Regions from separate parts of the Mus musculus genome. Here region 1 is linked to region 2. Evidence: chromatin contacts called from public HiChIP or PLAC-seq data. All regions are on one chromosome and are shown on one strand. The core of a region is the stretch at or near the end of the contact, and the rest is flanking DNA. Distances in the headings are between cores, read along the strand shown. Region 1 has its middle 11 kb from the start of Gm51556. Region 2 has its middle 3.8 kb from the start of Gm32968.

The links. HiChIP or PLAC-seq counts read pairs in DNA pulled down with a chosen protein or histone mark.
Region 1: a contact with region 2 is called in an H3K27ac HiChIP or PLAC-seq map of the HPC-7 cell line, with 6 times the contacts expected there. The contact joins two enhancer-like sites. A contact is called at or near these places in 2 of 39 promoter capture datasets (liver and stem cell-derived epiblast-like cells), 23 of 484 Hi-C or Micro-C datasets (B cells, the Ba/F3 cell line, DN3 thymocytes and 16 more), 29 of 115 datasets of contacts at active chromatin or transcription factors (the HPC-7 cell line, the SCID.adh cell line, SST interneurons and 20 more) and 2 of 9 other capture datasets (embryonic stem cells and pancreatic islet).

What each region holds. Positions count from the first base shown.
Region 1 is chr8:120,477,660-120,481,508 of GRCm38.p6, reverse strand. It overlaps a transcript of Gse1 not described here. Among named protein-coding and RNA genes, the nearest start is that of Gm51556, 11 kb to the left of the region's middle. Within about 2 kb of position 1,613, at least 24 of the 459 cell types and tissues checked have an H3K27ac peak or open chromatin away from gene starts, as enhancers often do. A contact at or near this core is called in the Ba/F3 cell line, the G1E-ER4 cell line and the HPC-7 cell line, where this site is marked.
Region 2 is chr8:120,322,030-120,325,703 of GRCm38.p6, reverse strand. It overlaps a transcript of Gse1 not described here. Among named protein-coding and RNA genes, the nearest start is that of Gm32968, 3.8 kb to the left of the region's middle. Within about 2 kb of position 2,338, at least 127 of the 459 cell types and tissues checked have an H3K27ac peak or open chromatin away from gene starts, as enhancers often do. A contact at or near this core is called in the Ba/F3 cell line, the G1E-ER4 cell line and the HPC-7 cell line, where this site is marked.

The DNA of each region.
Region 1 (3,849 bases), core at 364-2,863, 160 kb before region 2:
CAGGTTCAGGGGGAGCCTCTTCCTCTCCCAGAGACTTGAGTTATAAAGTCTTTGTTTGTGTGTAGACGTGCCTGCCGTGGTATGTGCGGGAGGTCAGAGGACCGCTTGCCAGAGTTGGTTCCTTCCTCCCACAGTGCAGATCCTGGGGCTCTAAATCAGGTCGTCAGGTCTGGCGGCAAGCCCCTCTGCCCGCTGAGCCACTTTGCCGGCCCTGCTTGATTGTAACTGACTGTATGATTTACCTATGCAGTGTTGGGTCAGATCCCTGGACTCTGCAGGTCGGACTCTGTTCAGGCCTTGACTTTCTCCTTACTCTTGGAATCAGTTTTTTTCCCAAAAAAAAAACTTCTTGAGGCAGGGCTTACCTTACATCTTGGGCTAGCCTTGAACCCCAGCTCCTCCTGCCCAGGACTCTATGGCTGCAGCCACATTAGATACAATCTTGTTATTGTTGTATTTAGACAGGGTTTTAGTATGTAGTCCTAGCTGGTCTTGAACTTGGAAAGTTGCCTGACTCTATTTTGGTTTTTTCAAGATAGGGCCTCTCAGGTTGGCCTCCAGTTCCCTACGACCTGGGACTTGTGGTCCTTGTGCCCTGAGCTCTCAAAGGCTAGGATGACAGACGGGTGCCACCTTACCTGGTTTATGAAATACTATGGATGGCACGCTAAGCAAGCACTCTACCAATTGAGCCACACCCCAGCTCCCTTTTAAAGCCTGTCTTTAAAGCAACAACAACAAAAGAGACAACAAACAAAACCAACCAACCAAACAAACAAACAAAAAAATAGTTGGATAATGGCACACACCTTTAATCCCAGCACTCAGGAGGCAGCAGGTGGGTCTCTGAGGCCAATCTAGTCTACAGACTGAATTTTGGAACAGCCAAGGCCAGAGAAACTCTGTCTTCAAAACAAAAAGAGGAAGGAAGAAGAAGAGGAAGAGGAGGAGGAGGAGAAGAAGATGAAGAAGACGACGACGATGAAGAGGATGGAGGAGGAGGAAGAGAAGGAGGAGGAGGAAGAGGAAGTGGAAGAAGAAGAAGAAGAAGAAGAAGAAGAAGAAGAAGAAGAAGAACTACAACAACAACATCAACAACAAAAGTCAAGCCGGGCAGTGGTGGCCCATGCCTTTAATCCCAGGACTTGGGAGGCAGAGGCAGGCGGATTTCTGAGTTCGAGGCCAGCCTGGTCTACAGAGTGAGTTCCAGGACGGCCAGGGTTACACAGAGAAACCCTGTCTGGAAACAAACAAACAAACAAAAACAAAACAAAACAAAACAAAAAAAGTAAGAAAGAAGAAAAATAAAAAGAGGGCCTGAGGACACAGCTCAGTGGTATTTGCTTAGCAGGCACAAGGCCATACATTCAACCCCCAGTACTATACAATAAACAATCAACCAACCAAAAAACAATGCCACAGGAGGGAAAACCATTCAATCTTGGAAGGGTGTATATTGTCCCTATCCTCCCACCCTGGGGAGCTGGGTCTAACCTCTGGCCCAGACCTACCCTTGAGCAGGCTTGACAAGGCCATGCTTTGAGGAAGGCTCCCAAAGACAGGCTAAAGGGCTGAACTCCCATCAAGCAGCACGGGGACTGGCCAACCACAGGGCTTATCTCTGAAACCAGCCTCTCTCTGGCTGTCTCACATCTTGGACTCTATGGTCGCACCAGGACCCTTGCCAGTGGCCACAGGGCCTGTCTATCCTTAACTGGCCTTCCTGGTGCCTGAACGAACACAAGTGTCCTGGAAACATCCTGGGTCTAGATAGCCCCCCTGCACCATCCACTGGGTACCCTATGGCTTTCGGGTATCAAACGATAGCCTCAGTGTGACAGTCAAAATGTCTGTCCCCTGACATAGCCACCTTGGGGAACACAGTCCCAGGGTGGAACTGGAGTTGCCTGGGGCCTGGCCCACCTCCAGTCACTCTCTGGTCTCGGGGAGCATCTGCCCTCCTCTGGCCCCCGGAGGTACCAAGTTGGGGGCTCAGTCCTCCAGCACTACTGATTTTTCCATTTGGCTAAAACGGATAGCTTCCGGTGATAACATCTCAGGAGGTGGCCGGCTTCTGAGTACTCTGAGCTCCCAGAAGCCCGATCCAGGCCAGGTACTGGATCATGTGACGCGGACTGACAAGACAATGTCTTCAGCTGCTGGTCTTGAGTGCTAAGCCCATATCCACCTGGGCAAACGATCCCCGAATTGCCTCCGTGCTGTCTTCCCCACTAGGAGTAAGTCGCCAGGTGTCAGACACAGCTGGACAGCAAGAAGCAGCTGGGCCAAGGAACCCGGGTTCCAGCACCCTTCTGCCCCATCCCTACAACTGTGGCTCTGGCCTGCTTGGGCCTTCTGCCTCTTTCTGTAGGTCACTCGGACCAAATGATCAGAGGGCCTTCGAGTTTGGCGAGTCCATGCTTCAGAAACACAGGCATGCACGCCATCTGCGTATTCTGACATTTAAGAAGCAGACAGAAGAAGAGGGTTGGCCTTCCCTGTGTAGCTCACTTCTCCTTTGCTTGTGGGTCTCAGTGTGGGTTTCCCCACTCCCTGCACCCTGGCCCTGCTGCGTGAGGTGGCCGCTTCCCTGTACCTCGGCCCTGCCTTGTACACTAAAGGTGTTATAAAGCGGAAGCAGAAACAGAGGCAGCGGATGGAGTTACTGAGCAGACTCTGAACCTAGACGACATAGCAAGCAAGACCCTGTCTAAACAACAATGTAGCAGTTAAGAAAAGCTGGAAAGTTAGCCCTGCTAATAGAGCGCTTGCCTAGCGCGCATGTGAAGCCCGGGGCTCCATTTCTACTACAGAAACAGGCTGCAGATAGAGGTGCATACGTGTAATGCCGGAACTTGGGAGCTAGAGGAGGATTAGCAGCTCAGGGACATTCGTGGCTACCTACCGAGTTCAAGGCCAGCCTACGGAGGCCTGTTGGGGGAAAAATTCACCTGCAATTCCAGCACTCTGGAGGCTAATCATCAGATTACTGCCCTTTGAGACCATCTTTGACTACATGGTGAGTCCTAGGCTAGACCCTGTCTCAAGCAAACTCAAGCAAGGAAATAAAGAGTATGTAACTTAAAAAAGAACAATAATAAAAGGGCCTATGTCTTGCATTTTGAATTGCTTTTTGTTTGGTTCGTTGGTTGGTTGGTTGGCTGGCTGTTTTTTTAATTCCTCAAGGACTAGAGGGATGGCTCAGCAGCTAAGGGTTCTTCTGGGGGCCATGAGTTCAGTTCCCAGCACCCAGGGTGGGTGGCTCACAGCTGTGTATAACTCCAGTTCCAAGGGGTCTGATGCTCTTCTGGTCTCTGAGGGTTCTGACTCCGGCGCACATACCCACCTTAAACAGATATACATATAATTTGTTTGTTTGAGACAGGGTCTCACTATGTAGCTCTGGCTGTCCTGAAACTCACCATGCAGACCAGGCTAGTCTTGAACTCACAGAGGTCCACCAGTCTCTGTCACCTGAGTGCCAGGATTAAAAGCATGCAATCCACCCCTGGCTTTATATGTTTTAAAACAATAATTACAAAATTTAGCCTAGTGGTGGTGGTGCCTTTAATCCCAGCCTCCTCTTCATAGTGAATTCCAAGACAACTAGGGCTATATAGTGAGCCCCTGTCTCATAGAGAAACCCTGTCTCAGACAACCTAAATAAATAAATCTCTTAAAAAAATAATCTTTAAATGGCACTCAAGGCTGACCTCTAGGCTTATACATACATGTATATACACACATATGTACAGAGACAGACACATACACAGACACACACACACACATACACACACTGTGTCTCATGTCTACCCTCCTCACAGACAATAAATAAATAAATGTCATTTT
Region 2 (3,674 bases), core at 1,089-3,588:
CCTGGGCCCTGCTTTGCCTTGGGCATGTGGCTGGTATCCTGTCCCTCCCTAAGTGTCTTCCTTCATCAGCAACAGCAGATGCAAGGGCTGAGACAGTTTGTGGCTTAATCAAGATAGGGAACTCTGGAGCCAGGAAGAACGGGTCCCCAGGCAGCTGAGTCTCTTGCAGATGCCCCAGAAGATAGAGATGGGCTGGCCCTCAAGGGAGCTGCCTGGGAGGTAAGAGGAGATACAGGCAGGAGCGAGTGCCAGCCGGAAGCTGAGGGTGGGACAGATGGCCAGCAAGCTCTCTGGTGGCTGAAGAGCCCTAGAGGCAATGTTAGCTAGGGGACTAGAGAAGGAAGGGGCTCATGTTGACACCACATGGACCTCATGTGTGTGTGCATGTGTGGGAGTGTGGCAAGCTGCAAGTGTCTCTGTCTCTCTTATAAACACACAGAGACAGAGAGAGACAGACAGAGAAAGAAACACACAGACAGAGGCAGAGGCAGAGACAGAGGCAGAGGCAGAGGCAGAGGCAGAGAGAGCGAGAGTGCTGAGACCAGCACAGTATTACATCTTAGATCCTCCTCCTATAGCTTGGGTCCCTTAGGCTCTCTGTCCCCCAGGTATGTGTGACTAAGGGTCCTGCAGGCTCCAGCTGCATAGTGACAGCTCAACTTGGACTGGAGGAAGTCAGAAGCCAGGCCTTGGTCTTGAGAGTTACCCAGATGCTTTCAGACACTGCCCTGTGGGGTTGCATCCCACCAACATGGCCTGATGGTGCAGCCCTCAGCTGGCCCCAGAATCCTTGCTTCCCTGTGTCCTCTGCCTGATGTCCCTCCTCCAGCTGTCCCTGAGTGACCAGAAGGGCAGGAAGACCTCTTGGAAAAGGGCAGGGTGCAGGAAGAGGAAGTGAGGTGGGGGCAGAATGACTCTGCTGGCTTCCTGGGGCAAGCGACATGAAAGGGCCCGTTGTCCAGGAGGGAGAAGGCCGAGGAGGCCTGGCTGCCACCCAGTGGTGCAGGCCAAGCTGGGATTTCCACCAGGGTGGTCTCTGGTCAGTAGCAGTCCTGCCCAACCAGTGGGCTAAGGATTAGGCAAGGTGCCTCAGGCTTTGTAGGAGGCTACACACCATAGTCAGTGAGCCCCAGGAGGGTCACACAGCCCCAGGGACACCCTGAAGCTTGCCTCCATGTAGGCCATAGAAGGACTTAGCCCATGAATTCAGTCTGCACAGGGGCAAACTAGGGACGATGGGGTTTTGCAGGGAGTAGGGCATCAGGGTAGCAGACTTGGGATAAGAACCACATTCTCATGAGTGTCTAGCCGCAGCAGCAGAGTCTGGGGATCTCTTTACCCACAGAACGGCCAGACCTTGCCTCATCCCTCCTGTAAGAGACCCCTGGGTTTGTCTCAGGCCTATAGAGCAGGTTGGGATGAGGTGCTGACTGTATGTACGTTCAGGTGACCCTGGGGCCACTGTGAGATCTGGTTTCAGGGAGCCCACTGCTTCACAGACTTGTGGACCCCACAGTCTAAGACCTGCTTCCTTTTTAGTCCTGGCACCTTGGGCATGCATACTGGCTTAGAGTCTTATGTGAGAGATGCCTTGCCCTAGACAGCGAGGGGACTGGAGGGTTCAGCTATGCCTGATCAGATGGCCAATGTGAACTGGAATCCACAAGATCTCCTGGGATACACTGACCACACTTCATGTCCTCAGGGTCTGGAAGGAGGGTCCCTTGCTGTCACCAAGCAAACAGGGAGTAGGTGGAATTGGGGAGACTTCTACCCACTGGCCTCCCGGCCCCCTGGCCAGCCTGCAGAGCCAAAGGCAGAATAGAAAGTATCGTGAGGAGTGAGAAGAGACAGGACCAGCCCCACTGAGTCTAACTGTACTTTCTGAAAGTCTCTCTGGGCTCCTACACTGGAGAACCCCCAAACTGAACAACCTGAACCTCTCAATCAGGAGAGACGAACAGAGTCCAGGCACCCTGGGAGAAAAGAAAGCAAACAAGGAGGAGTCAAAGATCAGGTCAGAACGAGGGTCTGGGGAGACAGTAGCGGTGATGGCTCTCACAGTGTGACACAGCTTTCTCTCAGGGCACACACACTAGCTGCTTGACCCCTGAGGACAGTTTCATCCCACAACCTCTGAGGGGGCTGTTGGCTGCTATTGCCATGTTGGAGACAGCGAAGTCCCCAGTCGTGACATCCATCCATCCATCCACCATCCATCTATCTATCACTGCTCCAGGAGAGCCCTCCGGGTTCCCCCTCTTATATGGTGGGTCAGCAAGGCATGGGCCTCGGGAGCAGCTGCGAGGCAGCCGGCAGGAGGCCAAACGCTGCAGAGCTTTGGAGCGCCAAGCCAGCAGGGACAGAGGGGCGGGTCAGGGGTGAGGCTGTGCTAAGTGGCTTATGCAGCTTGGGAGACGACTGACAGGCGGCTGGATTAACAAAGACGGGCTCTGTTCCCCGGCAGGTCATGTGGAAAGCTCGGCCGTGACCTCGTCACTTCTCCTTTTTAATTTTTTTGTAAGAAGAGATGTTTGTTCCTGAGCCCGGGGTGGGCGAGGGAGGGGTGGCTGCTACTCAGCCAGCTGTAGCCACATCAGCTGCCGGGCACAATGAACACACAATGGTGTGTCACCCAGCCCTAGAAGGCTCCCACCCCAGGCTGCCATCACAGGGCCGTCTGCCCGCCGATCTGCGCTACCACACATGACCCTGAGAGCCAGTGTGGTGTCTGCAGAGGGCTGCAGGGGGGACAGACCCTGACAGCAGGAGCTCACAGCGGCCAAAGGGGTGTCACAGACTCAGCAGACTGCAGTGTAGTTACATTGGCAAAATCCTGGCTTAATGTGCTTTTAAGTTCATCCCACCCGTTTATTTATATTTTGTTTGTTTTTGAGACAGGCTCTCAGGTAGTCCAAGTAGCCTGGAATTTGCTATGTAGTTGAGGATGACCTTGGAGCTCAGATCCTCCTGCTTCTACCTCCCCAGTGCTAGGACCACAGGCACGCACCACCATGCTCAGTTCCTGGGATGCTGGGGATCAGACCAAGAGCTTTGTGCGTGCCAGGTGAGCACACTGCCATCGCCCAGCTAATCCACAGTCTCCTTTCTACATTTGCAATGTAGCTAGCTAAAGGCTGGTGTGGAGCGTGTGCCCTGCATCAACCAAAAGGCTAAATGAGTGAATGAGTGGATGAATGAATGAATGAATGAATGAAACTATGTTATCTACTTGAATTTGCCCACCTGGCCACCATCACATCTTTAGAGCCTCACCAATCCACAGACACCCAGATCCATGGCTGGCCACACGAATATAGTCTCCTGACCTGTCCTGATCCCAGGCCGACTTTGAAATCATGTGAAGCTGTACTTGTGATCTGTCACCAAACAGAACCAGAGTGTACAACCACCACCACCACCATCACCACAGGCCCAAGAAAGCTGGGAAAAGCCTAAATCCCACCCCCCCCCCAGGGGCTTCACTTCCCCTGTGACCTCGCAGGCCTAGCTGCTGGCAGCCTTCTCCGCAGGTCATGAGGAGGGGGGGTTTCCGGGGGGGGGGGTGTAGCAGCAACATAGGATCCAAGAAGCCGGCCTTGATCTGGTGACTCCAGAATGGTCTCTGGTCTAAATCTTCTGCTTCAGACTAAGCGGAAGTAGACAGAGTTCAA